Linked DNA regions of Sus scrofa: region 2 is linked to region 1. Evidence: chromatin contacts called from public Hi-C data. All regions are on one chromosome and are shown on one strand. The core of a region is the stretch at or near the end of the contact, and the rest is flanking DNA. Distances in the headings are between cores, read along the strand shown. Region 1 holds the start of ADD3 (gamma-adducin). Region 2 overlaps MXI1 (max-interacting protein 1).

What was found. A called contact is a pair of places that touch in the nucleus more often than the background predicts.
Region 2: a Hi-C map of skeletal muscle shows a contact between it and region 1, with 2.8 times the contacts expected there. The contact joins the enhancer-like site here to the promoter of ADD3 in region 1. A contact is called at or near these places in 5 of 47 Hi-C or Micro-C datasets (alveolar macrophages, blood, epiblast stem cells and 2 more).

Annotation. Positions count from the first base shown.
Region 1 is chr14:120,449,140-120,454,953 of Sscrofa11.1, reverse strand. It overlaps ADD3 (gamma-adducin), which reads right to left and starts at 3,533. Exons shown (of 15, transcript XM_001924738.5): 1 at 3,212-3,533.
Region 2 is chr14:120,654,598-120,659,970 of Sscrofa11.1, reverse strand. The region is part of intron 1 of MXI1 (max-interacting protein 1); the gene reads right to left. Among named protein-coding and RNA genes, the nearest start is that of MXI1, 14 kb to the right of the region's middle. Within about 2 kb of position 2,605, at least 35 of the 83 cell types and tissues checked have an H3K27ac peak or open chromatin away from gene starts, as enhancers often do. A contact at or near this core is called in skeletal muscle, where this site is marked.

The DNA of each region.
Region 1 (5,814 bases), core at 2,284-4,783:
AAGGCCAAAATCAGGAGGTACTCAGCATGATATAGATGTACTCCATTCCAAGAAAAGCAACCATTTCACACTGCTAAGCCTAAAATGTCTTATAATTTAACATAAACGTGCACACACCTTTATGTAGTAGATTCCTACCCCCCCCCAATCTTATCAACTTCACCAAATTTGCATATAATCCCCACTCAAAGCCTCTCGGTTGACTTAAATTCTGTTTCTCCCCACATCACTCTAGCAGGTCAATTGCAATAGCACATGTGCCAAAGAAATTAGTGGTTTTACATCACTCTCTCATTTTAAACTGGCATCTACTTGCAATTAAATCTCTGCAACAAAAAAAGTTTACCTGAGGCCATTCTTGCCATTTTAATAGAGGCCTACCTTACTCTACCTGTCTCTGCAATCTTGCCTCATTTATAAAAGCATACCTCCGAAGAGGATGGACGTGCCCCAAACACCACTAAAGCGAACCTGCTGCCAACTCTGTTTGTCAACCCGGGCAGGAAGCGCAACCTAACGTGCATACGTTTGCAGGGGTGGGGTGGGTGGGGTGTGTGGCTGTTGAGGGGGATGGGGACGCAGATTGCAGGAGTAAGATTTGGCTGAACACTTTCAACTTGTAACAGAAGTTTTTTTAAAATGGGTAAAACAAACCAACACCCACTCCCTTACCTCCACCTTTTTTCCAAGCGCGGGAACCTCCCACCCTCCTGGAGCGCACCTTCAGAGCGTAAGGTCCCCCGGGTCACCGAAGCCTCAGCTAGCTCTTGATTTTCAGAACTCCCGGTCCTCCAGGGGAAATCGCCCCACCTCGCCCCACCTCGTAAGGCCCACCTCGCAGCGCCCCGAGATCCTCCCCTGCAGATCCACCTCCCTCGGAGAGAAAGGGGTTCACCTGAGGCCACAAGGGCAGCCAATAGGAAGTCCCCTCAGGCCTGCGAGCGGTCACATTCCTCAACCCCGCGCGACCCCCTGGAAGGGTCCCCACAGCCCAGCCCGCGCGGGCGCCCGCCGTCCCTGCCGGAAGGAGGGGCAGAAAGACGGCGCCTTCCCTCCCCTCAGGATTACCTCGCAGCTCGCAGCTCGCAGCCGGCTTTGTGCTTCCCTCCCTCCTTCTCCGCGGCCGCTGGGGCTGCAGCGGCCGGGCGATCCTCCACTGCCGCCGCTTGAGCGCCGCACTGCTCCAGAAGGGAGGGCAGGAGAGGAAGGGGCTTGAGGAAGGAGGGACCTGGGCGCTGAGCCCTTTGTAGCAGGAAGCGACGACACCTGGGTCGCGATGCCTCTAGCTCTCGATCTCGGTTTTTTAAAATATAACTTAAACCTCCTTCTTTTCCCTCCCTCCCCGCGCCTCTGCGACCGTTACCGGCAGGCTGCTCGGGCTCTGGCGGGACTGGCCTAGCGCCCCCCGAGCGCCCCCTGGCTCCGCCCCTAAGGCCCCTCCCTTAGGCCCCCAAGCGCCCCTGGCCCCACCCCCAAGCCCGCCCCTCGCAGCCCCCGAGCGCCCCTGGTCCCGCCCCTCGGGCCCCCGAGCGTCCTGGCCCCGCCCCTCGGAATCTTGGGACACTCCTGGCCCCGCCTCCCAAGGCTCCGCCCCTCGTGGTCCCGTACTCCCCTCCAGAGCCTTGGTCCCACCCCCTGAAGCCCCCACCCGGCCCGCCAGTAGAGTGTCACAGAAGACACGGTCGCTGGGGCTTATTGGCCGGCCCCTGGGAGGGCCTGGCGGGGACAGCAGTCTAGCATCTTTTCAGCGTCCTTCTGTGGCTATGCAGCTTCGATCCGCGGCGTCCCCTGAGGGTCGGAGGTGTAAACGACTCCTACGCAAACCCGACTAGAGGCGGGGAGGAGGGGCGCCTCGGAAATGTCGCCCTCCCTAACCTGAGAGAGCTCCTAATCCTGAGGCTAAGCCACAGCTCTTAGTTAGCCACTGGCTGCTGGGTCTTCAGCAGGAGGCCACTGCTAAGGTTCAACCTCCGCACGCCCCCCATAGGAGAGGCCTGGGTATTCTCATCATAGTTGCCTATGGGGGCGCCTCCTCCCTCTACTCACCTCCTCAGAGGGGCAGGGCAGGCGCTCTCTCAATCCTGCTTACTTGATGGGTATCAAGGGTCTCATCCCCACTTTGGCTCCTGGCCTTGAGACCTTATGACAGCTGACCTCTGGGAGGTGAAAAGTCAAAGCACCGCCAGCCTTCAAAATGAATTTGGGGGCGGGTAAACTTTGCAACACGCAATTGCAGGGCTGTGGATCCATCCACAGGTGACACTAGGGCCGCCCACCCCCCACCTCCCAGACACGACCTACTCTAGAAATAGACCTCCCAGCAACGCACACTTTTCTCTGCCACCCACGACTTGCACATCCCTCTGGCGTACATGTCCTCCACAGGCACGAATCCACTCCCAAGCACGCCCGGCTGAGCGCCATTCTGGTTATTCATGGTCCCTTGGGTCAACCCCACCCTAACACACACAACAAACTTCATTCCCCACCCTTATCTCTCTTCGTTTCCAAGGCATTGGCAACACTCCATTTCATTTCCTTCCTCTTCTGCAGACTCTTCTCTTCCCCCTCAAATACTTCATGCCATCCCCCTCATCTTCATCCCCTCCCTCCTCCCTAAAAATGTGCTAATTAAAATGTAGTTTCCTCTTCCCACATATGAAGTGTGGAAAATGAATCTTGTCTTGGCCCAAACTGTGATTCATTTATCCTTATTTTCTCTCTGCACTGGACTAAACCTTAAGAAATTTTAGTCTACCACCATCTCCCATATGCTCAAAATCTAACGATGTCTTATGGTTTTTAGATACCCCTAAAGGATCGTGGGGAAGGCTTCCTGGCTTTGGGTAGAAAATATTTAGAAAATGTTCTGCCTGTCATTTTATTTGGGATTTTAAAATATCTGCAGTATTTGAGAGAAATATTGGGAGTGGCTGGATGTTTTCTTGCATTTAAAAAGCAGAGAATGAAAAGCTTGGCAATTCATTAAGGTTACCTTTTTATGAACAGCCCCCCAAAAGTATGTTAAGGGCACGTATCAGACAATAGTCTCCCCTATACAGGGCATTTGCTAGTCACAAATCTAGGACCCCCCCCCAAAAAGGGAGACAAATTAACATAATCCATCTTAAGCATGTCTGATGAGCAATCCTTTCCATGATCACTCTCTTTCCCACAGTTTCTGGACAAAATGGATAAAAGATTTGCTTACCCACTGAGGATCTAAGGCTTTCTTGTGTCCAGCGTAGTAGACGCGTGTGTCTTCTAGGTGTGGATCTGCAATGCTGCACAGAAACCTACTGCAGCCTCAGACCCGCGGTGGCGGCGGCGGCTGCAGCGGCAGCGGTAACAGCTGCAGCGGCAGCAGCAGCAGCTTCTCCCAATGCTGAGTAGTAAAGTGTGTGACTTTAGTAGAGACTCCACAATTAGCATTAGGCGCTTGCTTAAAAGAGAGGAGGCGGAATCTTTCTTAAAGGAATGGGTTTTGTTTTTCCTCTGCACTATTGCTTCATAAGAGGCAGAAAGGGTGGAAGCAGGGAGTTTTTCTGGGCTGAGTAAGGCAATACAGCTGTGGGAGGTCAAGGTTAAAATTAACTGGGTGATCTAGGGACCAATTTAGTGTGAGTCAATGAAATGCTAGAAGCATTAGTTTTAAAGAGCCCTGCTAACTGCAAACTCTGGGGTGCATGGCAAAAATAAAGTGATGTGCCTTGAAACTGACTAGTATTTTGTGTTAATATTTAATTTCTAATCATTGCACTAAAGTGATAACTATTTAAAGGGAGGTTATTTACTATTTAATACAAGAACGTGAAAAATAATAAAACACATGATTGGGGGCAATGGAGTAAAGTCTTACACTTATAAGCATATCTGGAATTTCAATGAATGTATTAGAGAATATATCATTGTAAATCAACTCTACTTCAATAAAAAAAGAAAAGAAAATATATTATTGACAGAGATCAAGGTGTAGTTATCAAATAATATTATTTATAGAAAAACAAAAATATCTGAAATAGTTTTAGAAAATAGTAGCAGGGTACTATGCTATTTCAGTGGCAGAGTTCAGCAAAATTAAGAACTCAAGTAGATTACTTTAAATGCCTGCAAATCTACTATTTACACTATTAAAATGTGATGTGTCTACACATGAGGAACTTGGGAGTCTGCATTATAACTTTGTTTTATTTTAAATAATATTTAAATTTGAGCAGTGAACATCTGTGATTTTTTTCCTTCACAGGTAAATGAGGAGGTGTGGACCCAAAATATAAATAGAGAAAAATGCAGAAAATATCCTGCAATTGATTTTTTTGGCACAGCCTTTGTTAACTACCTATGTGCTCTTGACCAAGTAAATAAACTTTTCTGTTTCATAGTTCCCTAAATTGTAGAATAAGGATATTGGGTTGAGATTTCCTTTCACATTCCAAAATACTATGATTTTATGACATTTAAATGTTTATATTTTCATTATTTAATGCATGTATGTCTGACTCTACACTACTTTTCCTAAAAACTTGGATTAAAAATAAATATAGAGAGCTCCCCTTGTGACTCAGCTGTAATGAACCCGACTAGTACCCATGAGAACTCGAGTTCCATCCCTGGTCTCAATCAGTGGGTTAAGGATCCTGTGTTGCTGCAAGCTGTGGTGTAGGTCTCAGAGGTAGCTCGGATCTGGCATTGCTGTGGCCGTGGTGTAGGCCAGCAGCTGTAGCTCCAATTCAGCCCCTAGCCTGAGAACTTCCATATGCCACAGGTGCAGCCCTAAAAAAAAAAAAAAAGAAGAAGAAGAAGAAGAAGAAGAAATAAATAAATAAATCTATATTTTAAATGTATAGCCAGATTTTGTTATTTTCCACTATTCTGAAATTATTTTGCAAATCAAATATCTTTTTGTAAAGTGAATAAACTTAGTTTTATCTGACTTATGATTTTGTACCCAACTATGACCAATTTGGTTAAGGATACTGACTGAGTGGAGTACAAAATGTATGTTTAACGGTGTATTTTAAAAACTGGTACAACGTCAGATGGTAGAGTTGGAACAGTTTAGAGCTCACTGACTCCAACTCTAATTTCACAAGTGGAAAAAATGGAAACCCAGAGGAGTAATATGGGACACAGGGGACTTAACTCAGTCTCCACTATTCACACACAAGACAAATAACAACACATATGAGCATACACAATGTTTCACAAACCCATAGTGGGGGCTGAGCAAGACCTGTCACAGCAAAAAAAAAAAAGTGGTTTCACTCAATGACACCATTTGTGTACATGTAGTATAAACTAAAAATATATATCAAACAAGTGCTTATAATATGTGTAAATATTAACACAAATTTTGCCTTCAGGTTTGGAGGTGTTTATGCTAGAAAGTAAAGAAATTTGTCTAGGGAAGTGTGTGTGTGTGTGTGTGTGTGAGAGAGAGAGAGAGAGAGAGAGAGAGAGAGAGAGAGAGAGAGAGATTTAAGTGACCTCTAAGGAAACTCTCAACACTTGCAAACTCTTACTTATCTTCCACCCAAATGACAGACCCTTCAACACTGCCACTTGCCTCTTGCACCCATTGCACCTCTGTTACCTTTTGTCTGCATGCTTAAGCTGCCAGGAGGAAAAGTGCGTTTGGATCCAGGTAGGGTTAAGTATTGGCGAGACTTAATTCTGGCCTTCAGAGATGATTTTTGGAAGTTGCTTTTGGGTCTAGATACTAACATTTTTCCTTAAATCCTGATCTTGTATTCCTGATAAGGAACCTGGCACTAACCTAAGCCCATTCTCCCTAGTCTCAAAGGGGCATTACCT
Region 2 (5,373 bases), core at 1,356-3,855, 210 kb before region 1:
TTCCTCTCCTTCTCCTCCACAGAGAGGAAACGGAAAGCAGAGGCTAAAGAGAGCAGGACCACATTAAAAGACTGCCAATGGCTGCTCTTACCACCACTGTCTTTCCAAGTTCCCAATCCAACAAGTCCTCAAAGTCTACACCAGAGTTTCTCAACCTCAGCGCTGTTGACATTTTGGGTGAATAATTTTACTTGGCGGGGGGGGGGGGGGGAAGACCTGTGCACTGCAGAATATTCAGCAAGATCCCTGGCATCTACCCACTAGATGCCAGTAGCACACCACCAACTCAGGTGTGACAACCAGAAATGTCTCCAGACATTGCCAAATGTTTCTTGGGGCACAAAAATCACCCCTGATTGAGAACCTCTGGTCTAGGGTGAGGAGGGGCAAGAGGGTCATAACTGTTGAATGCTTTTAGGAGCAAGCTGGGAATTGTGTAAACATCTATAACTTTCCCCCACGCTGATTTTTTTTAACCTGCTGGTAGACATCCAGAATAACAGGAAACTCTTGGTGAGGGGACAATTTCCCCTTCCCTGTGGTCATTCCAGTGGCTACTGCAGAAAATATCATCTCAAGATGAAAATGTTACTCTCAAAAATGTCATGGGCTTCATGCTGCATTTTAATATGCTCTCCCCCCCCCTTTTTTTTTCCAAAGTGAACAAAATTTCCAATGAGGTCAAAAAGCTGCAAAATTCTGCCAGCCCTTTTAAATATTACACTTGGCACCACATTTAAGAACCAAATAGATGTTCCATCAAAAGCGGGGAGACCAAAAATGAGAAATGCTCACAAGCCACAAGAGAAATTTTTTTTTATAAAGTCTTTGAAACAGAGAACTGTGCTTTTTCAGCTGTTGGCTAGGTCGCTTCAGATCTGGTCTCTCCCATTGGGTGTTTGTAACAACCACTCTCCACATTTCACCAAGGGACATGTTGGGGAGGGGAAGAATGGAAGTATTTAAAAAGAATACTTGTTCACTCAGAACATCTGTAGGCTGAGGATAGAAATTATTAGGCTGAAAGTTAGTTTCTACCACTGGCATAACCCCGTTAAGCTTCAGATCCCAAACTGCCAAGGGCTACCCCAGGAACTTAAAAGAGGTTGCTTTATAACAAATGAAAGTCTACCCAATGGGAAGTAAACCAGGTGACATGCAATCAAGAAAAAAAAAGTACAAACTGAAAATACACACAGGTTCAAGATGGGTCTAAATCCAACATCATTAGCCCTAACAGGTTATTAAGATAAAGCAGGGTGCTTGCATGTGCCTGGCCTTTCACAGCTGACCTTCAGATGAATTAACCAACCCTTCTTTTAAAGCCATGGCCAAGAGAGAGATGAGGAGATGGAAAGCAGTGAGAGAATTACCAAAAGGCAACTTGCATATGCTGAAGAAGGGACGAGGTAATGATAAGGGCTCCTTTCTGTACAGAAATATCTAGCCTTTTCTAAGAGCAACTGCAGGTGCCATGTCCTTCTCTGGCTCTGGCTGACTCCTTGAGCTCTTGCTTGGACATTAGCCACAAGGGTCTCCCAACAGCACAAAGCTTGGGGCTCTAGCCTTGGGAGAGTGATGCTACCCACACACCACCCCTCAGCACCAGCCTAGCCTGGAAGAACCCAGAGGCAGCCATGGCCTTTCTTTTGTTCTTATAAATCTAATGTGCACTACAAATGCAAATGGGGAATCTGAGGAAAAACAAGGCTTCCAAAGTCTGGAACCTTACCCACAGTCTCTTCTGTCCTCTCCCTAAAGTGTCTCTCTCCAAGGAGTATCATTTCAAGATGGAAAAAGTCCTCCAGAGTCCCCAGCCCTACAACTAGTGGGTACATTAGATATATTTTGGTGGGTACATCAGATATATTTTTCTTAAACTGAAGTGCTGGCAAACCCACAATGAGCTTTGCTACCAGCAACTGGTAATAGTGCTAATTGGGCTAATCAAACAGAAGGCACAGGTCTTTCACTAGTCTTCAAGTACACCTTTTTAAACCAGGCTTTACAATTGTCCCCTGGATGGGGACAACCTGCCTTCTGGAGGAAACAGGCAAAGCTCTCCATTCTTAGGGGTCCTTTCCCTGCACAATTTACTCAATGTACATTTCCAGAGGATTTACTGCACATTTATGAACAATGGAGGAGGCTGGTCTGTGTTATATCATTTCTGCAGACTGGGAAGATGAAAAGAGGATACCGGGCCATGAGGTTAAGGTACACGTCCAAAGTCACTGTGCTGTGACACCCGGTGCTTAAGAGAACTTCCCTGAAACTGCAAAGTGCTTACTACGCAGGGCAGTTTTCTGTAATTATCTTTATAAGGGTGTGTGTGGGGGGGGAGTCTTCAAATAATCAAGACTGAGAACAGGGGAGAGTGAGTCCTGAGCTCCTAAATAAGAACCAAAACAGTTATACATCTTTCCATCCCCCACTCCAAAACGGACAATGCAGCCTCCTCCTCGCCTCTCCCTTCGGATCCCAGAAACGTGAAGAGCAGCAGAAAACCTTTCCTTCTGCCGAGTGAGTCAGCCTAACTTCATGCGTAAGCTCTCCTCGAGTCAGCGGCAGCTCAGAGCTGCGGGTCTGTGTGCAGCCGAGATAAATTTGGGTCTAGAAGGGATGACGTAATGCTAAACCCGAGAGGTAGCTGCTGCCTCCCAGGGCTCCTGTCGCCAGGGCTGCCAGCTGACATCCCAACCACATGGAAAAGCACCACGACCCAGGTGCCTGAGCTGGGGAGAAAGGGAAAGGAAGGACAGGGGGCTGGGAGGAAACGGCGGGGGGGAGGCAGTGTTAATCTGAGATCACTGAATCTGGAAGTTTGTTGTTTTTTAACTTCGGTTTTCTGGTGAGATCAGGCCACTGGCAGAGGCTCAAACAGCTGCACTTGACTTCCATCCTGGCCTATCTCTTCCCCCTTAGAAAAGGGCTTCTTACATTTTATTAAATGGCCCTTATAACAGCAGCCTACTTGGGTGATTAGAATGGATGTGTTAATCTCTCAAAAGTCCCTTTCCCTCTTTTTTGCATCAACTTGGATCCAAGAAGAAATCTGCATTGCAGGACTCAATTAATATGCACATCTAAGACTTGCTTATCTGGGAGCACCCCACTTGGGGGCAAATGGTAAGATATTCAGGAGGATTTTGCTAGGACCATGCCAAGTGAATGTTCCCCGCAAAAAACATTTCATGGTTTGTTTCATAGAAGTTTGTATCATTAAGCTGATTCCTCAATCCAACCTCCATTTTTCAGATGAGAAAACAAGCTCGGAGAAGTATGGTAACTTACCCAAGGCCACACAGCTCTTCCTCAAACCGATGGAGCAAGGTTTAAGACTTAAGCCTACAGACTCTCATCCTGTGCACTGGACCCATCTAATAATTCTTTTTCTAGCTGATTTTTGTTTTTAAAAATAAGTAGATAAATGAAGTAAAATACATTCTCTGCTTTTTTAAATGTGTAGAGCCCCAATCCTTTAAATATCAAAATCAAGTTGCATTCCAAAGGGATCCAAAGCCTGTTCTGTTTTGTTTTCTGTTCTAGGTTCCTTCTTCCCTAAGGAAAGGCTGGTCTCAGAATCAACGCCTCTGCTGGCGATGACCACAAGCCAGGGGCCCAACCTCGCTACACCGCTTTAATTAAAATACCACCACAGATAAATGATCTTTGTTGCATGGAAGTAGTTTTCTTCATTAGGAATGCCTCCTGAATACTTTTTTCAAATGACATTTCATCATGTGTTGCTGTAGTTATGTGTTATTCTCCTTTAATTTGTGGTTATAATCATTTATACTGATAGATTTTGGCATGTATTCTGGTCAGCCATTTTATGTTGTTCTTGAAAACACTGCTCATTCCATGAGTTATTATTTTGTTTAGAATGTTTGCATCTATATTCAAAAGCAAGAACACACGATAATTTTTGGTTGCACTTATCAGGTTTTGGATGCACTGACCTCTTCTTTTAAAGTTAGATGCGACTTGATCCTAAAGCCTTAAAAAACAAAAAACAATTATCAGCGACTTTCCCCAGCTGCTAAGAGAATGCCCCACATTCTTGCCACAGCCCTGGGTAATCCTCCCTCCTCTGCCAGGAGCCTGCCTACAGTTGTGCTGCCTCTACCTCTGGGCATCACCATTCCCTTCCAGGCAGCAGAAACTTGTGGAGGTCACTCTTAGGCCCAGCCAGGCCCTGGACACGAAATCATACTAAGTCCTGCTGCCTGTGGCTGAGTTCTCAGCCTCAGGTAACGTTGTTTAGAGTAAAACACCAGGCCTTTGCCTGCCCAAAGACATCTGTGATCTTGCCATCTCTTCCAGCTCCAGCATTCTGATTCGAGGATTCTGGGATTCTCCAGAGATCCTAGAATGATATGCCTCCATTTGCCTACTAGCTGCTATATAATGAGAGCCAACTATGTGCATGGTGCTACTCGTACAACCAGTTCATTTAACTCTCACTCAACACACCTCTGAGATTCCTGATTCCCAGATGAGGCTCAGAAAGGTCAAGTGATTTGCCCAAGGTCACACATGTAGCAAATGGATTCAAACCTGGAGTTTCTAACTCTTGGACCCCTTAGCATACATCGGGGCATGTCAATCAGACATAGTCAAGCAAAATTGGTTAGGGCAATGGTCTCAACTGGGGTAATATTATCCTCTCAGGAGGCTTTGGAGATTTGTAGGGGTGTGTTTCTTGAGTGTCACAATGACTGGGGCGTTCTATTGGCATTTAGTGAGTAGGCACCAAGGATGTTAAATCCTGCAGTATTCTAGACTAATCTGCTCAAGAAGAACTGTCTTTTCAATAGTCCCCTTGTTGATAAAACATTAGATCAGAAGGTTAAAAGTCAGAGAACTCATCATTCACTCAGCCGATATTCCTCAAGCATCCATTATGTGCTGGGCACTAACCTAGATGCTAAAGGAAATAATGAACAAAACTACTGGTCTCTGCGCTCAAGGTGCTTGTACTCTAGCCTGACAGACTAATGGTGAACCAGTAAAATCATGGTAACCTGTAATAAGTGAGATAAGGGATAAATAATAAATGAGGTACAGCTGTAGCTTAGGTCAGGTGGGGGAATCAGCGTGCTCACAAGGGCCCCGCAGGCCAGCTTCTCAAACTTTAAGGAGCGTACAGATCAGCTGGGAATTGTGGCAAAATGCAGATTCAGATTCAGCAGCTCTGGGGTAGGACCTGGGAGGCCCATCTCTAACAAGCTCTCAGCAAACACTGAGGCTGCCCACCTTCAGAGCTCACACTGAACAGTAAGGGTGAAGGCCATTCAGGGAACTTAGATTTTAAGTGAGACAGGAAAGAAACAGTTGAAGGGTTTTCACCAAGTAAATGACACAGAACCA